Linked DNA regions of Oncorhynchus mykiss: region 2 is linked to region 1. Evidence: chromatin contacts called from public Hi-C data. All regions are on one chromosome and are shown on one strand. The core of a region is the stretch at or near the end of the contact, and the rest is flanking DNA. Distances in the headings are between cores, read along the strand shown.

Region 1 (6,714 bases), core at 3,122-5,621:
TATAACTCACCTTGTTAGAACTGAATAGCAGCTTTGGAAGCACAGGAAAACCAGGTTGTCTGTGTGTCTCTCCCTACCAGTCTCTTCCTCTTATCCCTCTGATTGACCCACACCCCCCTACCACATCCCCCACCCGCCCCTCACCCTATGCCCTATCTAGGCCGGGAGCCAGGGTGCTGAGAGGACGACGTGTAGGAAGCAGGCAAGCCCAGAGTCCTCCACATGCTGACCCCACCTCCTGAGCTACTGGCCTGGGTTGGAGGGGGCAGATGAGGGGGGTAGTGCACTGTGAAGCTACGAGAGGAAGGTGAAGAAGAGGAGGAGACAGAAGCAGAGGAGGAGGAGACCGAGAGAGAGGACTGTACTCTCTGTTGCTGGAGAGAAGAGGGGAAGGCCTCAGAGCGAGACGAGGGACTGGGGTCAGAGGACGAGACTGAGGAGGAGGAGACGTTGAGATATGGTGGTGGGGGGGGCAGGGAGAGCGTGGGGGGTGGAGGGGTGTGCAGCACTGTTTGGGTGCGGCTGTGCTGGGAATGGGAGAGGGGGAGGGAGGAGGATACAGAGGCCAGGAAGGAGGAGCCTGACTGGGGGGCAGGATGTTGGTGCTGCTGGGAGGAGGACAGACTGAGCAGAGAGCTGAGGCCTCCTGAGGCTGGCAGCGCAGCCCCAAACTGATGGGAGGACACTGAGGGCACCACGTGGTGAAACATGCCTGTGGATTAAACAGCGAGAGACGGAGAGATGGGGGAGGACACAGAGAGAGAGACACTCAGCCAGGATTTGTATAGCGCCAAGCGAGTCTTACAGACAGGCACACAGAAAGCAGACAGAGACATGTCACTATAAAAGGGTCGACTGAATCAGCTGTTATAGACCAAAGGCCGTTCCTCTGAAATTAACTAAATGTTTTGTGCAAATAAAACAAGTCTAATCATAGTGAAACGTCTCTGAATTACACACACATGACCAGCAGCATTAACACCAACACCCAAAGAAAATGCAGATCAAGTTCCTTTAATTAATTAATAATCACTGTAATTTGTAAATACTTCAGAGTATTACAGTATAGCTAACCAACACAGACAATTGTAGGCTATATCACAGTATACAGATTGAAGGGCATTATCCATGCCCGTGGCCAAGTATATCATTCTTAAGATCTGCTCTCTTCAAAATGTTAGGCATTTTCCAAGGGTGTCCAACTCAGCATCTGTTCAGCCAGTCCATGGCAAAGCAAAGCAGCAAGGGCGTTCAGACAGGCAGCAGGACAGGGCTCCCACTTACCTGTGTCCATCAGTAGGCCTCTCCGATTGACTTCCTCTGTACCACTGTCTAACACACCCAATCTGAGGACTCTGATCTCAGTCTACCCCAAACCATACCCAATAGTGTTGCTGAATGGAAGGAGACTGGTTAGAGTGGGTGTGTCAGTGGGCCTCACCTGCCAGCCCAGCGCTGGAGAAGCTCCCCAGGGAAGAGTGTCCGTTGACCAGGCGCGGGGCCCCGCTCACAGAGGTTCCGGACGTCTGGGTTCCGAACAGGGACTGGAGGACAGAGGCGCCCCCAAGGCCCAGGTAATGTCCCACAGAGGCCCCTGAGGCTGAAGATACAGGGCTGCCCCCTACCTTACCGCTCAGGATACCCCCGCTGACGGCTGCAGAGATGAAGAGATTCTGGCTGTTGCCCATGCTGCTGGATGTCTTCAGCTCCCACTCACCCCGGGGCTTCTGTTTGGGCATGGCCTGCCTCTCAGAGCTGCTTCCTCCCTGGGCCCCTGCCCCCGGCCGGCCCCCAGACTCCTGGCTAAGGAAGGGGTTAAGGGGGATGTCCTGAAACCCTGAGGGCTCGCCCCCGGCCCCCTCGCACCCCCTCCTCTGCTGCTGCGGTTTGTGATCAGAGTCTGAGTCCGTACCCGTGCCCAGGCCCCGCGGCTCTCTCCCTGTGCCAAAGGGGGAGCCCCCCTGCCTCACCTCGGACAGGGGCTGCTTGAGGTCAGAGATGGGGGAGAAGGTGGATTTCCACTTGCTGTTGGATGAGGAGGAAGATGAAGAGGAGACCTCACTTCCTGTGCTGTTACTGCTGCTGCCTCCTGACTTCCTTCCTGTTAACCCAATAGAGAATTTTATTTTATTTTAAAAAGAGCACAAGAAAAAGCACAGTAGATAGCAGACAGTGATATCATGTTAATTATGCAGGCTTCAGCAGTCACATTATGGGATGTTCCTTACCGCGCTCCCTGTCCCCTGGTCTGCCTGGTCCATCTCTGCTCTCCAAGGAAATAGTGGCAATCTTCCTTTCAATTCTAAAACAAGACAAATACAAGAAAATTCAACTTCAAAACGTACTGTTCTGTAGAAATGAGTGTGCAACCACACGTTATTTTTTTGCTTCACCGTTTACTATACCTTGAGCTGGAGCTGTCCGCGGGGTAGCCAGAGTCATCATCAGAGCTGGGTGCGGAGGAGTAGCATCCTGAGCCATTCATCTCCAGAGGGCGTTCTCGCTTCAATACAGGGGGCTGGTCCATGTCTGGACCACAGGGGCTACATCCAGACTGCTCCGGGGAAGAGATGGCAGCGATCTCCAGAGGCTGGTTAATGTTGTTCACCTGACACGACAAACACAGAAAACAGGGTTAGCCCTTTTTTCCCCCTACCTTTATTTAACCAGGTAGGCTAGTTGAGAACAAGTTCTCATTTAACTGCGACCTGGCCAAGATAAAGCAACGCAGTGTGACACAGACAACAACACAGAGTTACACATTGAGTAAACAATTAACAAGCCAATAACACAATAAACAAGTCAATGACACAGTAGAAAAAAAGAAAGTCTATATACAGTGTGTGCAAAAGGCATGAGGTAGGCAGGCAATAAATAGGCCATAGGAGCGAATAATTACAATTTAGCAGATTAACACTGGAGTGATACATGAGCCCTAACCCAGGGTTTCCCAAACTCGGTCCTCGGGACCCCAAGTGTGGCACGTTTTGGTTTTTGCCCTAACACTACACAGCTGATTCAAATAATCAACTAATCATCAATCTTTGATCATTTGAATCAGCTGTGTGTTTAGGCAAAAACAACTACATGCGCCCCCATTCAAGTCCCAAGGACCGAGTTCGGGAAACCCTGCCCTAACCCTAAAGCTACAATATGTACCCTTTTGGTCGACCTGACAAAATTCACAAAGAAATATGAGTTATAGATCTGTCATTCTCAAAGAAAACAAGTCTAAGAAGCGGTAGATCTGTTCTATGCTTCCGTTTTTAAGTTTTGTTTTTGCATCTTACTTTCGGTTTTGCACACCAGCTTCAAAAAGCTGAAAAACACATTTTTGGTAATGGAAAAGATACTTCACAGTGGTTTGGATGGTACAATTATTGTCTACTCTATACTTCCTTGTTTTGTCATACAAACTGAAATTAGGAGAACTTAGAATTTTAGAAACCAAGAATTGGTGGAGAGATTTGTACATTGTGCATCTTTAGCCTACAGTTAAAATATGTATTCAGTAGGGCCTAGATAGGAATCCAACAACTCTTGTAGCAAGTACTGCATTGCAACCAACTTAGCCATTGAAGCCGTGTACCACGTTTTAAAGAACAGGGAAGCAACCTGAACGTAGCTTGACTCACCATGGTGTTGATGTTGAGTGGGGATCCTGATGGGTGATTGGTGGAGCTGAGCCCAGGAAAGGACTTCCTCTTTGGGGAGCCACTGGCAGGTTGAGCCCCCGTTGAGCTTCGCTTCCTCCTCCCACGCTTGCGTTCCTCCTGAGACCCATGGCCGTGAGAGTTTGTGTGTTGGGAGCCCGGCGAGTGGTGGTGGTTGTTGTGGTTACTGTGGCTACCTAGGTGATGCTGGCTCTGTCTGGCCGAGCCGAGGCGGAGGCGAGAAGCGGCGCCCCCAGAGGAGGAGGAAGACGATGAAGAGGAAGAAGAGAAGAACATGCGGCGTCTGGACTCGCTGTCCTGGGGCTCAGAGTCAGACTCGCCCTGGCGCTCGGCCCTGTCCTCAGGGAGGATTCTGGGGGTGCCGTCAGCATACTGGAGGACCCCTCCGGTGCTGAGGGGGGGGCTGTGGCCTTGTGTTGGTCCCATTGGAGGGGCACCATGAGGGGGAGGGGAGGGGGCAGCCCCGTCCTGTTCCTCAGAGTGAGAGCCTCCGTTCATCAGCCCTAAGCTAGAGGAGTACCCTGAAGAAGGACAGAGGGGGTTGGACACTGGTCAGTCATGATATGTCTCAACACATGCAGGATTCAATGGATGATATAGAGTGTATTTGGGACTGCTTACCGTTGGTCTGGCCTGTCTGGGACACAGGACTCGGTGTGCTCCTCTACAAAAACAAACACAGAGCGCTTGAATCAACACAGTGGTTTATTACAGCAAACAGGACGTTACTACCCAGTCGGAAAGCTACCTGTAGCCCTGCCATTCTCTAAGCCAGTGGTTCCCAAAGTCAGTCGGCCTTTCAACTTACTTTGGAAAGTTGTAATCGTAGAATGCACAAGGTACAACTTCGAAATTGGATAGTAAATCAACAGTTTCCCTCGTGTCATGTCAGTCATTGCAGACCTTCGTGAGCTACAGTATTTATAACTTGTCAGAAATATCCAGATCAACTGTCCAGAGTGAAAAAGTTTGGGAACCACTGCTCTAAGCCAGAGTTATAGGAGCCATATGTACCCACCAGTCTCTCTGCTCGGCTGGGCAGCACCACACTGGCCAGGGGGATGCTAACAGGGAGTTTGCTGGGGTGCACTGTGCTGAGGGGGATACTGATGGGCAGGCTGGTGATGGCTTCACCCGGACCCCCTGCTGGACTCTTCTCCTTACCCCCCTGGACATCACACACACACACACACACACACACCAGTCAGACAGACTGAGTACATACTGTGTGTGAATCAACAGGGTAGGCTGTGTGTCAGTGTGTGGACAGAGAGGACAGACAGTTACCCTCTCAGCACTCCTGAGTATGTTGTTCTGCTGACTGTCTGATGAGTTGGGAGACAGGCAGCTCAGTTTAGCGCCTAGTGGAGAGGTGATGGCGCCCATATCCCCCCTGCAGGAGTAGAAAAACAGTCAGGAATACTGTCCTCAACAAACATGGAACACATCTCCATGTTTTCAGGACAATCTACTATGTCAGTCTGTTGATAACTAACCTGAGACTAGAGTCCTGCATCGGGTCGGATACCCACGGTTCCTCGCGGTTGATCCGAAAAAAAGAAAAAATAAAATCTGCTGGCGGGTGGAATGAAAACATTCTTTCAACCAGCGGGTCGGCTCGCGGTTCAGAACAATTATATTGCGTTTAACGTTTTAAATCAAGATAATATTTTTTTGGAGCTTGTTCTGTTAAATTGTGTCTGGTGAATTCAATTAGGCTATGTGAGTGGTGAGGCAGACACAGCCTAGGCTACCAGCCATGCAGCGAGAGAGTGGAGCAGGAACTGTCCATTTGTTGTGTGGTGCTGAAACGTTCCTAATTTGTCCACGTGCAGAGAGCTTATGTTCCCTTCTGCCACACAACGATACATTGGCAACGTATGGTTGGTTAACGTAACAGGAGAAATAAAAAGAAAGGTTATGATGAATACACCATCGTGGAAACAGGTGCTGCACGAGTGAAATCCTCGGTTTTGGAAGGCTTTTGGAGTCATTGTGGACAAGGAGGACAACAACCCAGTAGATGGATGCACAGCCTGCAAAAGTGCAAGCAGGTGTTTGTTAACAATAATTCAGTTAACTGTCAGTTAATTATTACATAAATTCAGGCTTTCGTGCATTTAGACCATACGCAGGAAATTTTACACCTGTGCGGCTGGTAATAGTTTGAGTTGCCAATAGCCTACTAAATAAATGTAGCCTATTTGATTCTGGGAAATATTCATTTAAGTTTCAATTCAACTACTTGATTATCGAAACAATACTCAATGTAAAGGTATTGTTTTGTTGTGTTGGCTATAGACTTACATTAGATAAGGAGGTTACTTAGAAAGCTCTTTTTCAAAGCGATTTGAGTTGTCAATGTGCCGCATCGCATTGTGCATAGTTTCCTTTTATAAACATTTTTAATAGACATAAATAGACACAAATGAATTCATGCAGGGAATGGGAATTGTCTACAACTCTGTTAGTTGTCGATGTTATTTTGGCGGGTCACGGATCGCTTCTCGGAACAATTCTACGCGGATGGGTCAGGTTGCGGAGAAAAATCTGTCCTGATGTCGGATATCGGGTGAGGCTCCGAATTGATGTGGCCAGCGCGGGGCGGGTGCGGCTCCAAAAAACGGACCCGTGCAGGACTCTACCTGAGACCAGTGAAGCCCAAGCCTCTGAAGTGTGCAGTACTAGAGTCCTGGTTCAGGTGTCTGCGCAGGGCGATCTTGGCTGGGGAGAAGCGGGTGTAGTCAGGGAGGGGGTGACCCAGCTGCCTGTGCCGGGCGTCCGGGGTGGGGGGCACAATCTCGTCGTCAGGCGAGATGGGCAGGTAGCGGGAGAGGAGCTCTCCCTTGGTGGCCCTCCTGTCGAAGCAGGGCGAGGCGGTGCCGTTGATGGACAGTTCGGGGCTGAGGCCGGCCACGACCAGGCTCAGTTTGGGGGTGTCGTGGTCCAGGGTAGGGCGAGGGAGGCCCTTACGGTAAGGGGAATCCTCACAGGGACTGTAGGACTTGAGCTGGAGCAGCTCCTGTTGTCTCTGACTCTT
Region 2 (6,873 bases), core at 3,367-5,866, 34 kb after region 1:
ACAAGCCCACTTCTCGTGATCTTCACCGATTTCACTTTACCCAAAGTGTTCTCCACCGTTTTAAATGCTTCTAACAGATTCACCAAGTCTGGCATACATTATAACAATTTTAAAAAACGCACTCCTACCAGATATGGAGTATGAACAGATCTTGACATTGTCCACAGCAATTTGGCTCCTTTTCCCATTTATTTTGTACAAAATTCATCCTTTTGCCACCCCCATCCGATGAACGTTCCACATCTGCTTCCGCTATACCATCCTCCCCATTGCTCCTTGCTTGCAATTAGGTTCCTTTTAAATAGAACGTAGTGTTCTGTCACAACACACAGGATCAGGGTCTGAGTGTCACGACCAGTGTAGCTGGGTTTCCAGGGCTCTAATCCTGACGCCCAATTTTACTGCTCAGATTTGACTGAGCCTCACTGCTGTAATTTCAGTCAAGTAGAGGCTTAACTGAATGAACAACAAATACTGAATGTAATATGACATTTTATTAAACAGTTTTGGGAACGGTCTCATTTCCGAGGGAAGATCCTCAGCCAGGTGATGGCATGTGGGGCTGCTGGCATCCAAACTGCCATGCTGGGTGAAAGGTTTTCCAATGACTGGCCTTAAGGTTATAGGTGGTGGGGTTGTCCAAAATGGTTGCTGATAATCAGCAAGTGAGAGAACAAAGGGTAAATTGACATACAAATACATCCCAAGATTTACTCCCATTGGTTGAGCAAGGTGAAAAATGCCAGAGTGAGCCCATAAGTTAAATAGCAAGCATGAGGAAGGAGCATTATTGTGCCGTGCTTAGGCTATAAGGTAAATAGGTGAATGACATTCCGCACATGGGTAACAGGAAAAAGAAGAAACAAGATGCTATGCTGATGATACGTTTGTATTCATTCCCACTATGCCGATAGAATAGGAAACAAAGTGAATTGTTATTCTTACTGAAGTTAAATGAGCATTCAGACCAGCCTCTCTGTTGAACTTTCGTAAACTACATTGCAGTTCAGTGTATAGCCATCTGTCTACATTGGGATTTAACAACCCATCAGTGACTGAGAACTGTTATATTACAGCATTTCATCGTGGGAGAGCCAACAGAGATACCCTGACCCAGTGATTTTTGACCCTCAAGATATACAGTGCCTTGCGAAAGTATTCGGCCCCCTTGAACTTTGCGACCTTTTGCCACATTTCAGGCTTCAAACATAAAGATATAAAACTGTATTTTTTTGTGAAGAATCAACAACAAGTGGGACACAATCATGAAGTGGAACAACATTTATTGGATATTTCAAACTTTTTTAACAAATCAAAAACTGAAAAATTGGGTGTGCAAAATTATTCAGCCCCTTTACTTTCAGTGCAGCAAACTCTCTCCAGAAGTTCAGTGAGGATCTCTGAATGATCCAATGTTGACCTAAATGACTAATGATGATAAATACAATCCACCTGTGTGTAATCAAGTCTCCGTATAAATGCACCTGCACTGTGATAGTCTCAGAGGTCCGTTAAAAGCGCAGAGAGCATCATGAAGAACAAGGAACACACCAGGCAGGTCCGAGATACTGTTGTGAAGAAGTTTAAAGCCGGATTTGGATACAAAAAGATTTCCCAAGTTTTAAACATCCCAAGGAGCACTGTGCAAGCGATAATATTGAAATGGAAGGAGTATCAGACCACTGCAAATCTACCAAGGCCTGGCCGTCCCTCTAAACTTTCAGCTCATACAAGGAGAAGACTGATCAGAGATGCAGCCAAGAGGCCCATGATCACTCTGGATGAACTGCAGAGATCTACAGCTGAGGTGGGAGACTCTGTCCATAGGACAACAATCAGTCGTATATTGCACAAATCTGGCCTTTATGGAAGAGTGGCAAGAAGAAAGCAATTTCTTAAAGATATCCATAAAAAGTGTTGTTTAAAGTTTGCCACAAGCCACACCAAACATGTGGAAGAAGGTGCTCTGGTCAGATGAAACCAAAATGGAACTTTTTGGCAACAATGCAAAACGTTATGTTTGGCGTAAAAGCAACACAGCTCATCACCCTGAACACACTGTCAAACATGGTGGTGTCAGCATCATGGTTTGGGCCTGCTTTTCTTCAGCAGGGACAGGGAAGATGGTTAAAATTGATGGGAAGATGGATGGAGCCAAATACAGGACCATTCTGGAAGAAAACCTGATGGAGTCTGCAAAAGACCTGAGACTGGGACGGAGATTTGTCTTCCAACAAGACAATGATCCAAAACATAAAGCAAAATCTACAATGGAATGGTTCAAAAATAAACATATCCAGGTGTTAGAATGGCCAAGTCAAAGTCCAGACCTGAATCCAATCGAGAATCTGTGGAAAGAACTGAAAACTGCTGTTCACAAATGTTCTCCATCCAACCTCACTGAGCTCGAGCTGTTTTGCAAGGAGGAATGGGAAAAAATGTCAGTCTCTCGATGTGCAAAACTGATAGAGACATACCCCAAGCGACTTACAGCTGTAATCGCAGCAAAAGGTGGCGCTACAAAGTATTAACTTAAGGGGGCTGAATAATTTTGCACGCCCAATTTTTCAGTTTTGGATTTGTTAAAAAAGTTTGAAATATCCAATAAATGTCGTTCCACTTCATGATTGTGTCCCACTTGTTGTTGATTCTTCACAAAAAAATACAGTTTTATATCTTTTGTTTGAAGCCTGAAATGTGGCAAAAGGTCGCAAAGTTCAAGGGGGCCGAATACTTTCGCAAGGCACTGTACTTGTCATAGGGAAGAGAATGATATTAACGCCCAATGACAGTGACCCGTTAGTTATTTGCAATATAATAATTCATTTTAAACAAGAATTTAACAAATTGTTGTTTATTTTGCAGGATAATGAAGGTGAAAAGCGAAGAGGAAGAATGTGATCAACAGAAATAGTTGTGATAGTCACACCGAGAACAATACCCCAGTGAAACAGACCCGAAGGTCACTATGATGATTCGGTGAAATTAGAATACTCAGGACACTAGTGTCACTGAGGAATCTGAAATTCCACATCATTGTAGTGCCACAACAAGAACCTCAAATGACAAATGTGACCTAGGTATACAGGACAACAGGATAGTTAGAATCAGAGAGTCACTGTAAAACTAGAACCTCAAAGGAAGACTTGGAACTTTCAACAAATGCAGCAGGACAAAATGAGAGAGTAAAAGAGTGAGAAATGGTCACTGTAGTACCACTAAAACTAGAACCAGAAATGTAAGAGGAACTCCCAAGAAGTGCACGACAAAATGATAAATTATCTGGGAGAGAAATTCTTTACATTATGCAGAGATCACAGTAGCAATAGAAAATGGATGCTACTGTAAACCATTTGAATCCTGCTTATGGGCAATTTAGAACACACCAGTAGATTCCTTGTCAAAAAGTGTATGTTCTTTTGCATTATGTCCTGTAGGATCATCCTCAGATATAGTGGAGAGATGCCATACGAGTGCTCAGTGTTACAAGCGCTTCATTTGAAATTCTGACCTCATCAAGCACAGACTGGTCCACTCTGACCAACAACCATACTCCTGCCCCATCTGTGGCAAAAGCTTCAAGCTGATGTTGACAAGCATCAGGTGGTGCATGAAGACATTCTTCCCTTCGTCTGTGCCTAGTGTGATAAAGGCTTCAAGCAGGCAGCCTGCCTGACAAAGCATCAGAAATTCCACAGAAGAACCCTTCGGGTGCACCATCTGTGGGTGCAACTTTAAATGGGAGGTGTCACTAAAGGACCATTTGCATTTCCACAAGGGTGGGATGACCTTTGTCTGCCCAGAGGAGTGCTGTGGAGGGCGACTTCAGCCATCGCTCAACCTACCTGCAGCACTTTCGTACACACAAGAAGTATGAAGAGCACTCCTGACAGTTCTGCAGTGCTGAAGCATGAACGCACATACACTCAACAGCACGGGTCCGAAATCTAGTCTGGCTGATACCAAACTCGAAGTTTTCCTGACTTCAGAGTCTAGAAAGGGTCCTTGATGTTATAGGCACAATGCATCTAATGAAGAGGGCTGTGCTTTTTTGCTGATTGGTTCACTTGTGTCTTTCTCACTCCGGCACCCACATGGACAGCCATGCACATTTTCTACGCGTTTTTTTTTTACATTCTTTGCTTCCACAGGGAAGGGGTGGATTTTAGGGGGGGGGGGTTTAGGGTATAAGTGGTGGTTGGATGGAGACATGTTGGATGGGTGGGGGAATGGGAGGCTCAGGATGGAAGCTCATTTTTGTTTCCAAATTAAAATGATCAACACTTTGTATTTATGTAATCTCCTCCTCCAACAGTGTTGAGTCTGTACATATGCATGGACCTGTTGTGTAATGATCAAATATGGAGGTGTGGAGGTCATTTAAATCAGCCAGATACACTCAAACATTACCTACTTTCCCAAATTAGGGTGGTGATCTGTACTTCTAATCTACAGAGCATATCTCAGCCCTATCTTTAGGGCAGACAATTGAGAGGATTATGCCTTACTGACAGACCAATGGACACACAGGCAAAGCCCTTAATCTCTGGTGTAGTTATAAACATGTCAGGGGCTCTGTAGAGAGGCTGAATAGTGTGTGGTAGTGTTTGTTGAGTGGAAGGAGGGGGCAAGCCTGGAGTCCACCAGGAACAGGGCAAGCTGCCAAACTGAACTCGCTGACACCCCTCCAGCTCCCTGAGCTGAGGCCAACATTCGTACGGGAGCCAAAGGCAGCTTAGCCTGGCCAACTGGATAAATGTATGGATTTCTGAGATCTTTCAGTGCGTCAGATTGCGGCCCTCCTGTTAGCCACACACAGCCATGCCAATGCCTTTATTGGAGTCAAATTTCAAGTGTATCAGGCAGGAAAACTAAACATTCCTGTGGGATAGAATGAAGCTCAACAGAACCAGAAATACACAGCATACACACGGCCTATGGAATGGTATTCTGATAAGTACATGAGATTGTGCTTTCCTGGGCTTTACCAACCCGATATTGAAGACCCCCGATATTGAAGAGAGATTTTTGTGGTAACGGAACCTCACACTAATGTAGCCTCAGTGTTCGCTCCAAGGCCAAATAGCATTGTTGCTGCACATAGAAGCTTTCTCCTGATTGATAGTCATGGACACAAACTGCAATCAAAAAACAAAGTACTACTGCCCCCAAGAGGATTGTGAGGCAATACATCCAGTTTCACTGTTGACGTCAACACTGTACTGTCTCAATATCTCTACATGCCATGATGTGGCTTCTTTACAATGGTATTCATATTAATCAAGGACAGGTGAGACAAGATACAATGGAGCTCAACAAATTCAGATACTATTGTTTAGTCAATAGAAAAGTCAAACGTCTGCCACAATTTCTTATCAGGCTCCAATGATTCATGTCCACAGGGCTAAATATAGGCTTCCTGGCAAATTATCATGGGGAAATCATATTTAGAAATGGGGCAGGAAACAGTACAATTATTAGTAAAACAACTGACGACCATGGGCAATTAAGGTACTAGGAAGGAGGAACAATTTAGAACCAAAGGAACTGCTATAGAAAGTAACCCCTTTCCTGTATTCAGTAAAATTTCAGGTTACGACTGAAAAGGGGTAAGGAAAATCATGATCACGAATGTTTAGAATTTGACAGTTGTAATATTTAACTCTTCCCTCAAACTCAATGTGTGGTTTGTGCGTTTCAAATGCGATACAATAAAGTGCAATAACCACCTCAGAATGACCCAAAATAAGGATTTGAAAGAATTTTATTGAAATATGTCCATTTCAGACCTAATCCCTTATGGTTTCAAAAAGCGTGCTTTGGGTTTCAGTGCCAATATCCCAGACTCTCCTCCGAAGCCATTTCTAGTCATATGAAAACCTATACAACAGGTCATTTGGCACATTCAACTCATACCATAGTGTTCTGAACTGGCAATTCATACTAAAAACAACTTAGCTCCATATCTGAGCAAATAAATGCCTTAACCATCTTTATTGATGAGAACGGCATCAAAATAGATTTGACCGCAAGAGAAATGTATACAGTAATCCTTTCAGAATGTCACTATAAAACAACTCACTCCGAGATGAAAAGTCACTTATTCAAAGGGTTCCACGGTACTGGGTGATGCTGAGAATTGATTCTGGTCACGAAACATTCAATCCAGGGGCAATCTCAAATCGGCCCCAATAATCAGCATTGTGATAAATGAATCGCTGAGCATTGGCCATGTTTGGATTTCAGGAGGTGATGATACATTACATTGAAACATCTGAGCGCATGGATATCCCATTTGAAGTGAGTAAGAGCCCCCTCACGTCGTAACCAAAGACTTTAAATTTCATAGGGCAAATGACGTCAACTAAATCAACAATTCTTTGTCAAATGGTAAGTAGAACATAATCAAATGATTTTGCTGTTTGCTCGATTCATGGGAGAGCATTATTTTGCTATTAATGCTGGTCAGAAATAGTTACCATAGAGGTTTTATCAGGCCTGTGCTTGGATTTCCTTAGGAAGCGGTTTTAAGTAAAGATACAAATACTGGTCATTGTAACATTCATAAAGCACGAACTCTGATGGACAAAGGGAAACGTCTCATTTGGACAAAACCCAGGTAAGAGTAACAAGATTAACTATTTATCATATTCACGTAGAAAGGTCGATCAGAAAGGCATTAGTTGACTAGACCAAAATTTACTGAACAGTGATTTTGGGAGAGCTCAGTGACAGATTCCAAAAACATTACAGCGTTCCTGATCATTTGTGAGTTCAGGACACAAGATCTGGAATACTTTAGCCTGGCAGATACAAAGATAAGTCATCCACTCCATTTGGAAGATAGGCGAGGCTGGTCTTGGGTTAACAGTC

Evidence for each region. Hi-C and Micro-C count contacts between places; a contact is called where the count stands out from the background.
Region 2: a Hi-C map of liver shows a contact between it and region 1, with 7 times the contacts expected there. A contact is called at or near these places in 3 of 3 Hi-C or Micro-C datasets (blood and liver).

Annotation. Positions count from the first base shown.
Region 1 is chr5:63,829,965-63,836,678 of USDA_OmykA_1.1, forward strand. It overlaps LOC110524305 (histone-lysine N-methyltransferase, H3 lysine-79 specific), which reads right to left. Exons shown (of 29, transcript XM_021603829.2): 20 at 6,320-6,714; 21 at 4,962-5,067; 22 at 4,693-4,842; 23 at 4,296-4,338; 24 at 3,636-4,195; 25 at 2,406-2,608; 26 at 2,229-2,302; 27 at 1,442-2,101; 28 at 11-712. The coding sequence ends at 153. Among protein-coding and RNA genes, the nearest start is that of LOC110524306, 11 kb to the left of the region's middle.
Region 2 is chr5:63,863,600-63,870,472 of USDA_OmykA_1.1, forward strand. LOC110524308 (RNA polymerase II elongation factor ELL) reads right to left here. Exons shown (of 12, transcript XM_021603834.2): 12 at 5,747-6,873. Among protein-coding and RNA genes, the nearest start is that of LOC110524305, 13 kb to the left of the region's middle.